Linked DNA regions of Sus scrofa: region 1 is linked to region 2. Evidence: chromatin contacts called from public HiChIP or PLAC-seq data. All regions are on one chromosome and are shown on one strand. The core of a region is the stretch at or near the end of the contact, and the rest is flanking DNA. Distances in the headings are between cores, read along the strand shown.

The links. HiChIP or PLAC-seq counts read pairs in DNA pulled down with a chosen protein or histone mark.
Region 1: an H3K27ac HiChIP or PLAC-seq map of alveolar macrophages shows a contact between it and region 2. The contact joins two enhancer-like sites. A contact is called at or near these places in 3 of 47 Hi-C or Micro-C datasets (embryonic fibroblasts and skeletal muscle) and 1 of 2 datasets of contacts at active chromatin or transcription factors (alveolar macrophages).

Annotation. Positions count from the first base shown.
Region 1 is chr8:121,413,406-121,421,174 of Sscrofa11.1, reverse strand. All of the region lies in intron 1 of EIF4E (eukaryotic translation initiation factor 4E), which reads right to left. Among named protein-coding and RNA genes, the nearest start is that of EIF4E, 7.7 kb to the right of the region's middle. Within about 2 kb of position 1,519, at least 4 of the 83 cell types and tissues checked have an H3K27ac peak or open chromatin away from gene starts, as enhancers often do. A contact at or near this core is called in alveolar macrophages and embryonic fibroblasts, where this site is marked.
Region 2 is chr8:121,293,747-121,300,749 of Sscrofa11.1, reverse strand. It overlaps METAP1 (methionine aminopeptidase 1), which reads left to right. Exons shown (of 11, transcript XM_003129313.5): 9 at 33-176; 10 at 4,110-4,175; 11 at 6,892-7,003. Among named protein-coding and RNA genes, the nearest start is that of ADH5, 30 kb to the right of the region's middle. Within about 2 kb of position 2,124, at least 32 of the 83 cell types and tissues checked have an H3K27ac peak or open chromatin away from gene starts, as enhancers often do. A contact at or near this core is called in alveolar macrophages and embryonic fibroblasts, where this site is marked.

The DNA.
Region 1 (7,769 bases), core at 270-2,769, 120 kb before region 2:
AAATTTTTAAATTGCCTGAAATATGAATTTCTCACCTATAAAAAGTATTTATCCCACAATATAAGATTAAAAAAAAAAAAAAAAAACCCTACAAAAGGAGTTACCTGGCAGCCAAGAAGTTAAAGGATCTGGCATTGGAGTTCCCATTGTTGGCTTAGCAGTAATGAACCCAACTAGCATCCATGAGGATGCAGGTTTGATCCCTGGCCTCACTCAGTGGGTTAAGGATCTGGTGTTGCCATGAGCTGCAGTGTAGGTTAACAGATACAGCTCGGATCTGGCACTGTGGTGGTGTAGGCCAGAGGCTACAGCTCCAATTCGACCCTAGCCTGGGAACTTCCATATGCCGAGGGTGCAGCCCTAAAAAGACAAAAAAGACTAGCAACATAACTGAAATTTTCAAAACAACTACTTAATTCTTTGCTTGACTTTTCATCAAAATTACTAAAAGTATCAAGGTAGTAAGAGAGTAAATTCCATGTTGGCAAATTTTTAAAATTTTACTACACTGTTTTCACTAACAAAATATTTTAACTGGCAAATCATCTGAATTGATACAGTCCAGAAATCCAAAGAGAAGAGGGAGAAGGGAATGACTATTTACTTTCTTTAGAAATCAACTCCCAAATGAACTCCCAGTCACTGAAGTATGATCAGTACTAACTACTTGTTTAGTCCTCAGATTTAGATACCAAAGTGCTATTTTCTTTTCTGTCTTTTTTTTCCTTAGGCCCACACATGCACCATATGGAGGTTCTCAGGGTAGGTAGGGATCGAATTGGAGTTGCAGCCAACTGGCCTATGCCACAGCCACAGCAATGCCAGATCTAAGCCACGTCCGCGACCTACATCACAGCTCACAGCAACGCCGGATCCTCAACCCACTGAGCAAGGACAGATATCAAACCTTCATCCTCATGGATACTAGTCAGATTCATTTCTGCTGGGCCACGATGGGAACTCCACAAGGTGCTATTTTCTTAAGATCCTACTTTTTTTTTTTTTTTTTTTTTTTTGCTTTTTAGGGCCGCACCTATAGCATATGGAGTCTCCCAGACTAGGGGTTGAATCGGAGCTACAGCTGCCAGCCTACACCACAGCCACAGTCACGCCAGATCTAAGCCACATCTGTGACCTACACCACAGCTCATGGCAACCCCGGATCCTTAACCCAATGAGGGAGGCCAGGGATCAAATCCAAAACTCATGATTCCTAGTCGGATTCACTTCCACTGCACCATGACGGGAACTCCTTAAGATCCTACTGTGGTTACCAGTTATCAATACTGTAAGACGACAGAAACTAAAAATAGATGTCTATGCATTTTCTTTTGCAGAGGTAGTAAACTGTCAAGTTTATCAAATTAATCTTTCCAAGTCACACAAGGAATCACATCTACATGCCCATTTGAAAGATAGTGTAATGCTTAAGAACACACACTGTGGAACTTGGCTGCTTTAGTTTGAACTCCACCCCAACACTTATTAGCTATGTGATCTTGGGCAGGTTAGTCATACAAAGTTACTTAATCTCTCTGCAACTTGGTTTCCTCATTTGTGAAACAAGAGTAATACCTACCTCTCAGGGCTACTGTAAAAATTAAATGAATTAATATATGCAAAGCATTCAGTATGGTGCCAGACATACAATAAATGCTATGTGTTAGCTATTATTAAGATATAGGAAGTTCCCTGGTGGTCTAGTGGTTAGGATTCTAGTAGTTAGGTTTTTTCACTGCTGCAGCTCAGGTTCAATCCCTGGTCTGGGAACTGAGATCCCTTATCAAGCTACTGCATGCTGTGGCCAAGGAAAAGAAAATTAAAAAAAAAGAAAATGGGACATAAAGATTTGCCTACATTAAAATTCACAGTTACAAACAAATTGTGTTTAAAAGACCATTTTTCTTAAGTCAGTTGCTTAAAGCTCTAAATCTGTATCCCTGGAAATTCAACACTGGTTAGATATGTCGTAATTCAGCAGAAATTTACTTAACACAAGGAGCCTAAACTACAGTTTCCCATTGTTTCTATGAAAAACATATCAAAAGTTCCAACTGGGAAAAAAAATCCTATCTTTATGACCACATTCTCAAGTTCTAGAAATGATGAGAAATGACTTAGTACTTAAGTACTTAGTACTTAAGCTATCCCTTTTTCTCTACATACAACAGGGACTTTATTTATTTATTGTTTGCTTTTTAGGGCCACACCCACGGCATATGGAGGTTCTCAGGCTAGGGGGCCAAGTGGAGCTACAGCTGCTAGCCTATACCATAGCCACAGCAAAGCAGGATCCAAGCCACATATGCAACCCACACCACAGCTCATGGCAACGCTGGATCCTCAACCCACTGAGTGAGGCCACGGATTGAAGCCGCAACCTTATGGTTCCTAGTCAGATTTGTTTCTGCTGCATCACAACAGGAACGCCACACAATAGGGACTTTTAAAGAAACACTAGATATATACTAACAATGAAAGATCAGAAAGAGAAATTAAGGAAACAATCCCATTTACTGTCGCATGAATAAAAACAAAATACTTAGGAATAAACCTACCCAAAGAGACAAAAGACCTGTACTCTGAAAACTATAAAACGCTGATGAAAGAAATCAAAGATAACACAAACAGATGGAAAGACATACCATGCTCTTCAATCGGAAGAATCAACATTATCAAATGACTATACTACCCAAGGCAATCTACAGATTCAATGCAATCCCTATCAAAGTACCAAGGACATTTTTCACAGAACTAGAACAAGATTATCTTTGCTTGGAAGCACAAAAAACCAAGAATAGCCAAATCCATCCTCAGAAAGATAAATCAAGCAGTAGGAATCAGGCTCCCTGACTTCAAATTATACTACAAAGTTAGTGTCATCAAAACCATATAGTACCGGCACAAAGACAGAAATCAGATCAGTGGAACAGGATAGAAAGCCCAGAATTTAAACCCACGCACCTACAGTAGCCAATCTATGACAAAGGAGGCAAGAATATACAATGGAGAAAAGACAGCCCCTTCAATAAGTGGTGCTGGGAAAACTGGACAGCCACTTGTAAAAGAATGAAATTAGAACACCTTGTAACACCATACACAAAAATAAACTCAAAATGGATTAAGGACCTAAATATAAGAGCAGATACTATAAAGCTCTTAGAGGAAAACATAGGCCAAACATTCTCCAACATAAACTGCAGCAAAATCTTCTCAGATCCACCTCCTAGAGTAATGACAATAAAAACAAAAATAAACAAATGGGACTTTAAAAAGTTTCTGCACAACAAAGGAAACCCTAAACAAAACGAAAAGACAACCCACAGAATGGGAGAAAATCTTTGCAAATGAATCGACTGACAAGGGATTAATCTCCGAAATTTATAAACACCTTCTGCAGCTCAATACCAAAAAACAAACAACCCCATCAAAAAATGGACAGAAGATCTAAACAGACAATTCTCCAAAGAAGACATACGGATGGCCAAAAAACACATGAAAAGATGTTTAACACTGGAGTTCCCATCATGGCTCTGTGGTTAATGAATCCATGAGGTTGCAGGTTCAATCCCCGGCCTTGCTCAGTGGGTTAAGGATCTGGCGTTGCCGTGAGCTGTGGTGTAGGTTGAAGATGTGGCTCGGATCCCACATTGCTGTGGCTCTGGCGTAGGCCGGTGGCTACAGCTCCGATTCAACCCCTAGCCTGGGAACCTCCATATGCCACGGGAGTGGCCCTAGAAAAGGCAAAAAGACAAAAAAAAAAAAAAAAAAAAAGATGTTTAACATCACTCATTATTACAGTAGTGCAAATCAAAACTACTATGATGTACCACCTTACACTGGCCAGAAGGGTCATCATTAAAAAGTCTACAAACAATAAATGCTGGAAAGGGTGTGGAGAAAAGGGAACCCTATTACAATGTTGCTGGGATTGTAAATTGATGCAATCACTGTGGAAAACAGTACAGAGATTCCTCAGAAAACTAAAAACTAAAAATAGAACTACCATTTGATCCAGCGATCCCAATCCTGGGCATCGATCCAGAAAAAAACCATGACTTGAAAAGATGCATGTACTCCAATGTTCACTACAGCACTATATACAATAGCCAAGACATGGAAACCACCTAAATGTCCATTGACAGAGGAGTGAATAAAGAAGATGTACACAATAGAATATTATTCAGCCATTAAAAAGAAAGAAGTAACGGCATTTTTAGCAACATGGATGAACCTAGAAATTATCATGAGAAGTGAAGTCAGTGAGACAGTGAGACACCAACATCATATGATATTACTTACATGTGGAATCTAAAAAAAGGACACAATGAACTTCTTTGCATAATATATACTGACTCACAAACTTTGAAAAATTTATGGTTTCCAAAGGAGACAGGTAGGGGGGTGGTGTGATGGGCTGGGGTTTGGGGATGGAAATGCTGTAAAATCGGGTCGTGATGATCATTATAAAACTATAAATGTAATAAAATTTATTGAGTAAAAAAAGAAACACTACAGATTTTTACAGTAAGAGGAGGAGTGGAAAGAATATCTACAAGTTATGGGTCATAAGCTTTGCATTTCTTACTAGTGGCAAAGAAATGATCTAAAGTCAGCTATGTGAAATCTCCCTGCAAAAAGAGAAAAAAAAAAAGTGAGTACACCTATGCATAGATACACTTGCATGCAACACATTCATGGAATATTAACTTTACCTAGTTCTTCATAGCTTACAAACTGTCACCTCTTTTTTTTTTTTTTTTTTTTTTTTTTGTCTTTTTGCCATTTCTTGGGCTGCTCCCACGGCATATGGAGGTTCCCAGGCTAGGGGTCTAATTGGAGCTGTAGCCACCAGCCTACGCCAGGGCCACAGCCACGTGGGATCCGAGCCGAGTCTTTGACCCACGCCACAGCTCACGGCAACACTGGATCGCTAACCCACTGAGCAAGGCCAGGGATTGAACCCAAAACCTCATGGTTCCTAGTCAGATTCGTTAACCACTGAGCCACGATGGGAACTCCACAAACTGTCATCTCTGAATGCTGCATTTGAAAATCAAAGTCAGAGTTCCTGTCATGGCTCAGCGGTTAATGAACCCAACCAGTATCCATGAGGACTCGAGTCTGATACCTGGGCTCACTCAATGGATTAAGGATCCTGCACTGCCGTGAGCCATGGTGTAGGTCGCAGACATGGCTCAGATCCTGCATTGCTGTGGCTCTGGTGTAGGCTGGCAGCTACAGCTCTGATTCCACTCCTAGCCTGGGAACCTCCATATGCATCAGGTGCAGCCCTAAAAGAGACTAAAAAAAAAAAGAAAATCAAAGTTACTATGAGATAACTTCTTATTCCCATTTTTCAGCTACACTTAGAAACTTTGGTCTAGAAGGTCACAAAGACATTAAAATTAAGATTAGGACTCATACTCATTTCCTTCTCAAAAAATTCTCACAAAGTGAGGCGTTCCCACTTGTGGTGCACTGGGTTAAGAATCTAACTGCAAAACCTCAGGTCACTTTGGAGGTGAGGGTTCAATTCCTGGACCAGCACAGTGAGTTCAAGGATCCAGCATTGCCACAGCTGCAGCACAGGTTGCAACTGTGGCTTGGAGTCAATCCCTGGCCTGGGGAACTTCCATATGCATTGGGAGTAGCATTAAAAAACAAAACAAAAAAACAAAAACCAGACTCAATAGAGCAATGCACAGGAGCAAGAAGAGCAAGGAAATTCCTATTAGTAGTAGAGAAGGAAAAGAAGAAAAAACTATTGCTAGTACAACTATTTCACAGGTTCCTTGTTCCAATAAAGACTGCTAGTACTTCTACTATATTCTTAAACTTATACAAATTATTCTATTTCATTTTTAGAATAATTTTTTAAAACTCTGCATAGAATTTTCTGCCCAAATTGGCCAGTTAACATTTTATTCTCTCCAACTTTGGTGTGTAAATTACATCTGTTTCTAATTTAGACCTAAGCCTAATAATTAGGCATATTAATTCAAAGCATAAAGTGAAGTGAAATTTAAAATATAAACATCAGAACCTAACTAATTTGTTTGACTTACATATGAACTTTGATATACTGGGTTCTTTCATAATGCAAAAATATGCATATTAATTTGCAAGGTCTGCTTGTTGGCCAAAACACTGCATTATATAACATTTGTCAAATATGTATTTAAGACTTGTTTACTTTTTTTTCTTTCTTTGTCTTTTTGCCTTTTCTAGGGCCGCTTCCGTGGCATATGGAGGTTCCCAGGCTGGGGGTCAAATCGGAGCTGTAGCCGCCGGCCTACACCAGAGCCACAGCCACACGGGATCCGAGCTGAGTCTGCAACCTACACCACAGCTCACAGCGCCACTAGATCCTTAACCCACTGAGCAAGGCCAGGGATCGAACCAGCAACCTCATGGTTCCTAGTCGGATTCATGCACCAGTGTGCCATGACGGGAACTACAAGACTTATTTAATAAACTCTTTGCAATACAAAATATGTTCCTAAAGGATAAAAGGGGAAACATTAGATCAGCTGACTGTACAATTCCACTTATGAAACTAATGTACAGTTTAAAAAATTCGAGACATACAATATAAAAACAAGTAGAAACTTCAGGGTTTTTTTGTTTTGTTTTGTTTTGCTTTTTAGGGCCACACTCGCAGCATATTGAAGTTCCCAGGCTAGGGGTCAAATGGGAGCTACAGCTGCCAGCCTACCCCACAGCCACAGTAATGAGGGCTCTGAGCCACATGTGACCTATACCATAGCTCCCAGCAACGGTGGATCCCCAACACACTAAAGCCAGGAATTGAACTTGCATCCTCAGGGATACTATGTGGATTTGTTTCTGTTGTGCCACAGCATGAACACCTACTCCCTAAGTTTAACTAAAGAAACCATACATAATCTTTTACCTTTAAAAGAACTACAAGTCAAAAAAAAAAAAAAAAAAAAAAAAGCCCAATAATGAAGAATGCAACATAAAGATAAAAGCTATTAAAAACCATGACCCAAAGGAGGCAAGTTGGCCTGCCATCTTCACCAACTAATATTAAGTCTAACTTTGATCTACCCACAAAATCTAATTTTAACCTAACCACATTCAAATGCCAAAAGAATAACAGGAGAATATTGTTTATCCCAATGTTCAAAATTTTGACATATTATGGGAGTCCCCTTCGTGGCTCAGCAGTTAACGAGCCCCACCCACTAGGATCCATGAGAATGCAGGTTTGACCCCTGGCCCGGCTCAGGGGGTTAAGGATTTGGCATTGCCATGAGCTGTGGTGTAGGTTGCAGATGCGGCTCAGATCCCAAATTGCTATGGCTGTGGTGTAGGCCATCAACTATAGCTCTGATTCAACCTCTAGCCTGGGAACTTCCATATGCTGCAGGTGAGGTCCTAAAAGAGAGGAAAAAAAAAAAAAAAAAAAAACTTGCCATATTACCTGTTTAGAAGTACAGCACTTCCTTTAAATTGCCGATCAAACTTCTCAACACATTTACTATCTGCAAACCACTTCTTGTGTGTGTGTGTTGCTTTTTTAAAAATTGACGTAGGTGATTTACAGAGTTCCCATTGTGGCTCAGTGGTTAACAAACCCAACTAGGATCCATGAGGATTCGGGTTCAATCCCTAACTTCACTCAGTGGTTAAGGATCTGGTGCTGCCGTGAGCTGTGGTGTAGGTTGCAGACGTGGCTCGGGTGCTGCTGTGGCTGTGGAGTAGGCCGGTGGCTACAGCTCTGTCTGATTCCATCCATAGCC
Region 2 (7,003 bases), core at 875-3,374:
CCTTTGTCATGGGTCTTCTCTTTGCCTTTCAGTGAAACCTGGTGTTCGATACAGAGAATTGGGAAACATTATTCAGAAGCACGCCCAAGCAAATGGATTTTCAGTTGTTCGAAGCTATTGTGGGCATGGAATCCACAAGCTTTTTCATACAGCCCCCAATGTCCCCCACTATGCCAGTAAGTACTGCCAAAGACTTGGTAAATACTGACTTCTTATTCAGCAAATATTTATTCAAACATTTAACAGGACTGACTTACTATTTTGTGTTTACTAGAGTAATTTTTAGTTGTTATAAATAGACCTCCAAAATGTATACACAATACACATTCATATCTTGCTCACGTAATAGTCTAAAGCGTGTGTGTTTGATCACTTTAGAGGGTGGGACAGTTAATCTTTGACCCGGGCCCTTGTCCCTTTCAACTTAGAGTTTTCAGGGTTCCCCTCCTGATCTTACAGATGGTGGGGAGGAGGGAGAAACGTGGAGGGGTATGCTTGGGAGGTTTTAATGAGCCAGTCTGGACTTGGCATACATCCTTACATTTGCTTTTCATTGGCGGGAGTTCAGTCACATGCAGGGGAGGTGGGGAAATGTGATCCAGCTGAGTACTCTGGAAGAAAAGGAAACTAGTGATTTTGGTGAGCAGCCAGCAGTCCCTGCCATGTGTATTCTGATTCCTTAAATGAAATTGATTCAGCTTGGTTTGATTTGAGTTCTTAGCATATGTCATATACTGTATGATGTGTTGGTATAAATAGAGAGGAATAGATAGAATATCTTTCCTCAAGTTGACTGCTGTCAACAGATTAACAAAGGAAGTCTTGTTCAATCATTACAACTCTATGAACAATTTCTTAGCCCTAATTTAAAAGCAGATTCTGTGCTTAGGGAAGTGATTTATTTATCCACAGTCACACAATCCACTACATAAATGCCCGGGCTAGGGCTGGTACATGGGTTCTGTCTGGCTTCCTAGAGTCAGTGTTTTCTACCAAACTCTGTGCTACCTTAAAAGGATGGAAGCAGTTTGGTGCTGGGCCTTGTGGGAGCAAAGAAGAATGAGATTTTGGTTTGCTGGGGAAGACCAGGAAGAGCACTCCGCGTCGTGGGGGAAGGATGTGTAGCTGCTTCAAGGTGGAGCTGAACAGAGTCAAGACGAGCTAGGGCTGAGAGCTGTGTGTTAAGAGCTAGAAGTAGGCCGTGCCAGATCTGAGGATGTTTGACCTCATTTGTAGGGATTTGCAGAACATTTTTTGGCAGAAGAATGGCAAGGTGAAGTTGCTGTTTGGGGAGATCAGTTTAGCAGTAGAGTCTAGAATGTTTCGCAGGTGTGAGCTAGCCAGGCTTGTCGGTCCAGTGCACAGTTATTACCGTAATCCAGGTGTGAGGTGGTGCAATCCAAGATGTTGGTAGTTGTGAAGAGGAAGGGAAATGAGTGAGAGACCTCTCAACAGGAGAAGCTAGAGAAGAGGCTTCAAGCACAGCATTTGACTTACAACAAGCATTTATTAGCAGACCACATAGTCCTTTTTATTTCAGTTAAAATTGTGCTTGAAATAAAAGTTAGCAACAGAATAGGTAAGCCCTGTGATCACCTGATGTACATTCCATTTAACAGAATGGAAGCAGCTCTTCTGCTGACTGCATGTGTGTGTGTGTGTGTGTGTGTGTCTGTCTGTCTGTCAAAAGACTGTCTGCAGGAAAGAGGGTTAAAAAAGCCCCCTTACCTGTAGAGGTGACAGACTCAGCTTTAGGTATGGGTTATAGAAAGAGACTTTTTGAAGGAGATAAAATTTGTGGGAGAAGGAAATATGGGTCAGTGAGGATGGTGTCAGAAGAATATGGTGCCTCTGATACACAAGAGATGCCACTTGAGTTTCATGTTAAACCATTTCGTTAGAAATAAAAAACACTTCTGAAAAAAGAAGCAAGGTGTAAGTATACTTCATTTCATCCATTTGATAATTTATGGAAAGTCAAGTGTTAACTGGGTTTAGATAAATCAAAATCCTTTGTGATCCCTTTAGGGGCGAGTTAGAGGAGGCTGCTGAGTCTTGGTACTGAGAGGCCTTTTGAAATGTAAATGATCCCTGCTTTAGCTGGTAACTCCTTGCTCCTAACCAACTGGGGGTGGAACGAGGAAGTCGTTGTGTAACTTCCCTCCGCCCTGTTCTGTGTGAGGAAGGTCTTTCCGTGTTAGGTGGAAGTTTATGTGCCTCTTTATTTGTGCCTCTTTATTTGTCGTTATGGTTGGGAAGTAAAGATGATACTGCCCTGCCTTTAGAATGGATAGCGCAGCAGTTCTGTGAGGCAGACAGTGCAGGAGCTACACATTTTGGGAAGAGTACTTCGCAATGGTATCTGTCTAGAGTAGTCACTCAGTGTGTGTTTGCTGAGTGAGGTATGTTGAGAAACTGAAACCATGAGTCAAGATGAGTGGGCGTTCTAGAACAGTGAATCAGGGAGAGAAACAGGAGTGGGATTTGAATCCTCTGTATCAGTGCTGTCCAGTGGCGAGGCACACATGTAATACTTAAATTTCTAGTGGTCCTGTTCAACAAGTAAAAAGAAATAGGTGAACTTAGTGTCATATTTTATTGAATCTATTACATTTAAATATTAAGCATTTCAACATTTTATCAGTGTAAAAAAAATCATTGAGATATATTACATGCTTTTTTTGTTTTTGGAGTCAGCATATTTTTTACTCATACGTTCTGACTTGCCACTTTTCAAGTGCTCAGCAGCTACACCCCCGGTTCGCTGCTGTATTGAACAGCACAGCTCTTGATTCCTTAATCCTTTTTTCTTTCTGTGACACCACACTGACTCTCTTGACATTTTCTTTTTGATGTCCCCAAGGGAATACGACTAAGTCTATGTAGGTAGTAAATTACATGTCCTTTGGAGAGGAAGTTCATGAAATTAGAAATAAGAAGTCAAAATTATCTTTACCTCTCAGATTTTTGTAACAGTTTAGAAACTCCTGATTTGGCATCTGTAGAACAAGTGTCTTTTGGTAACACATCAGATCGTGGAAAGCCGCATGAGAGCTATTCACAAGGACAGATGTGCAGGAACATAACTCGAGGGTTTAGACCATACCTGGATGGAGTGGCGTTTAGTGGAGTCACCTCAGTGGATGCATAGGTGATTCATTACCATCCGGAAGTCACCATCCAGGAGACCAGCAACCTTACCAGGAAACCCTGGAAGCCTGTGCTTTGGCCACCTGGTGGTCAGGCAGAGCAAGTGCAGCCACTGTTTACTGATGCTTACCCGTTCTTAGCTTTTAGTTTGAAATTTAAACAGGTTCTCTATTTTTGTATGAAATTGTCTAAAAGGCCTATCCGTGTTTAAAATTTTTGACCTTTTCGGGGAGATGGCAGTTCTGGACACATTAATTCATGGTGGTATTTCTCATGATGATCCTGAAAAATACTTTCATACTGGTGAACAGAAAACTAAAAAAAGTATTTGGAAGGAGAAATGGAGTTTTTGTTTCCAAATAAAAAGGAAAAATGGTGTCATCATTAAAAAAAAAAAAAAAAGGTGAGTGAGGAGCGGCTTTGTTCTCCAAAGATAAGACAGTTTACAAAACCTTATGAAAACAGGGCAGTTTTTCTGTGGGTTGTGCGTCTACCTCCACCTCCACCCCCACATCCCCACACCCCCAGCCAAGAGGTAGGGGACCTCTGGCATAGTCTGAAATATGTTGTTCTCCTTTAAACTGTCATACCTGGCCGAGGAGTGAAACTTTGGTTCCATGATTGCATTTCTAACCTTGCTATAACATAAATGGTAGCACTTTTACTTTTATAGAAGTGATAATCACATCTGAAGTCATCTCCATATTTTCCTAGAGAAAACATTAGCAAAGCGAAATATGCCTGGGACAGTATCTGCCCCAGAGCAGGTGGTTATCAGTAAATCCCTGTTTGTCGAATGATCTACTTTAAGAGAGAAGAGAGGGGAATCAGGAGAAGAGAGAGTGATTAATTTAAGAGTCATTCACAGGAATGTAAGTTGTGTACTTTTTCCAGGGAGCTGTTTATCAATATGCTGTAGGTTTTAGCTATGTTCTGAGATTTTTTTCCTTTAATTTCAGAAAATAAAGCAGTTGGAGTGATGAAGGCTGGCCATGTATTTACAATTGAGCCAATGATTTGTGAAGGTGAGAAAAAAGGGATGCTGTAACCTTTCTTTCTTTCTTTTTTCTTTTTAGGGCCGCACCCATGGCATACGGAGGTTTCCCAGGCTAGGAGTTGAATTGGAGCTGTAGCTGCCTGCCTACACCACAGCCACAGCAACTTGGGATTCGAGCCTTGTCTGCGACCTACACCACAGCTCACGGCAACGCCAGATCCTTAACCCACTGGGCAAGGCCAGAGATCGAACCTACATTGTCACGGGTGCTAGTCAGATTTATTTTCGCTGAGCCACGGCGGGAATTCCTGTAAGGTTTCTTTAATTGAATTTTTATTTACTTTTGGTCACTCATGGTCAGATTAGTAGTCTGCTCTAGTTTCTTTTTGCTTCATTTCTCCTCCCTGTCCCATCTCAAAATCGATTCAGTATCATGTAGAGAACTGAAAATTGTAAGAGTAGACTAGACAGCAGTACTTTCTATGTGGTCATTCACCTGCTGTCAGTAGATGCTGAAGTACTTGAATCCTGGGGCCTGTTCATTAAGTTCTTGTCAGAGGTGCTTTGTAATAATTGGGGGCCTCCATCATGCCTATGTAGAAATTGAATTCTTACCTGACGTGGTCGGGTGGCGTCTTAAAAAGAGAAAAGCCACTCGTTTTGAGGCAGACGCAATTATGTAATTTCATTCTCTACAGCTTATGAGGTAGGTGCCATTTCCTGTTTATGTAGGAGAGCAAACGGATTTTCCAAGGGGTGAAATAAGTTGCCTGAAGTCACTCCCCTGGTTTTGTGGCAGAATGTAGGGGACTCTATGTTGTCAGGTGACATCAGCTCTTGTGGAGAAAGAGCACAGACACTGCTTAGTGCTGGCAAGTTCATGTCCTCTTGTTAGTCCCTGTGCCAGGCACAGGGCAGCAATGATTGGTGTCATGATTAGAGGCACAGCTGAAGCTGTCAGGATAACAACGGGGCCTCCTTTCTGAGGCCTGCACTTTTGCTTTCGGCCAGTCTTTTTTGGGGATTAGGGGAGCAGAGTGAGGCTCTAGTAGTAGGGCTCTTGTGTCCTGGGCCCTGTGTTAAAGGGTGTGCCCTCTCGGGATCGTTCCAGGCTTTTTTATAACCTAACCCCATCACTTCTACCAGCTTTCCTTCCTTAGAAGCAAGTTCCTAAATTCTGCCCACACTCAAGGGGAGGAGGGAGCATGGGAGTCTTTCTCCTGCCCAACTCCCATGACTGCTGTAAGAATTAAGCAAGATGATTTATTCACACTAAGTACCTAAAGGGATGTAGACATGTAAGGTATTGTTTTTAGTGATTGTATGTCACCCAGTTGCAAGAGCAGTAAGTATATCAGCCAAGAAAGGCCAGGAGCCTAAGAGGAAAGTGTCATTTTGGTTCCATACGTGTTTCCATTAAGTGGTTCTTGGTTGAGAAGACATGAAGTGGTATTTCCAGGCACAAGCTAATCACATTGTGTCGAGCTAGTTTGGGAAATCATCAAATTGTAAAAAATACACTTCAGTGTAACTCAGCTGGGCTAGATCCCAGCCCCAGAGTAGAAAGTCTCAAATCCGAAGAGGAATTTGAATTTCCTCAGAATAGTCATCAGATATTTGCCTTAACATTAGTGAAGAATGCTATAGCAGATCACAATAAAAGAAGTGTTATGTCTTAAATCCATTTGTAAAAGGTCATATATTACTTTAAAAATATCTACTTATTCATCTCAAGGTGGTTGGGAAAGCATGAGTTTAAGCTGCCTTATATTTCCTTTTTAAACTGGGATTTAATATTGCGAAAGTAAGTTGCTTCACTGCAGACTTTATACTCGGGGATTTGTTGGAGCCAGTAAGACCTCATCTTATTAAAGATTACTCAAAATGAAGAATAGTGGTTTTTTTTTTTTGTTTTTTTTTTTTTAGACATCTAATTTGGAGACCAAAGGTCTCTGTAAACACATATTTGACGGTAGTGGGATCCGAGCCGTGTCTTCGACCTACACCACAGCTCAGGGCAATGCCGGATCCTTAATCCATTGAGTGAGGCCAGGGTTTGAACCCACAACCTCATGGTTCCTAGTCGGATTCGTTTCCGCTGTGCCACGACGGGAACTCCTGCGTCATCATAATTTAAACATTTTCTCGCTGATCTGTTTCTTCTTCTCTGCCCTCTTTCTGGTTACAGGAATCTGGCCTGTGGTATTTTCACAGTACAGTCTGTTTTCACTATCTGTGTGCCTGTCATTTAACAATTATGTCAGAAATTAAATGCTATATTAAAAGTATAAAAAGTTAACATGACTTTCTTCGCAGTATATGTGGTCTATAATTTAACCTGATGTCAAAGTTATACTAAGACAGAGCTAAATTCATTAATTTACTTTTTAACGTGCAGTTCTAGGATGAGTGGTATCAATATGTGTCCTAAAATGAAATCGAGTGGCTTTATTTTGGAAATATCATCTTATTTACTATTTGGGAAGTATAAAAAATTTGAAGTTATAAAACCTAAACATTATCATTACTTTATTGGACAGATAACCAAAATGAAGTTGGAAAGGCTTTGGCTTAAACAGTTGATGTGTAGATAGCAATCTGAAGAGTGATTTTAAACTAATTTAAAAATTAGTTTCCTGAGATAACCCAAGGATTAGGAGCACAGGCAAATACACTCACCTAGAGGTTTATTTAGAAAACAAACCGAGTGATTAGCATTAAGAAATTGTGTGTGTTTGTTTAAGGCGGATGGCAGGATGAAACCTGGCCGGACGGCTGGACCGCGGTGACGAGAGACGGGAAGCGGTCGGCCCAGTTCGAGCACACGCTGCTGGTCACGGACACTGGCTGTGAGAT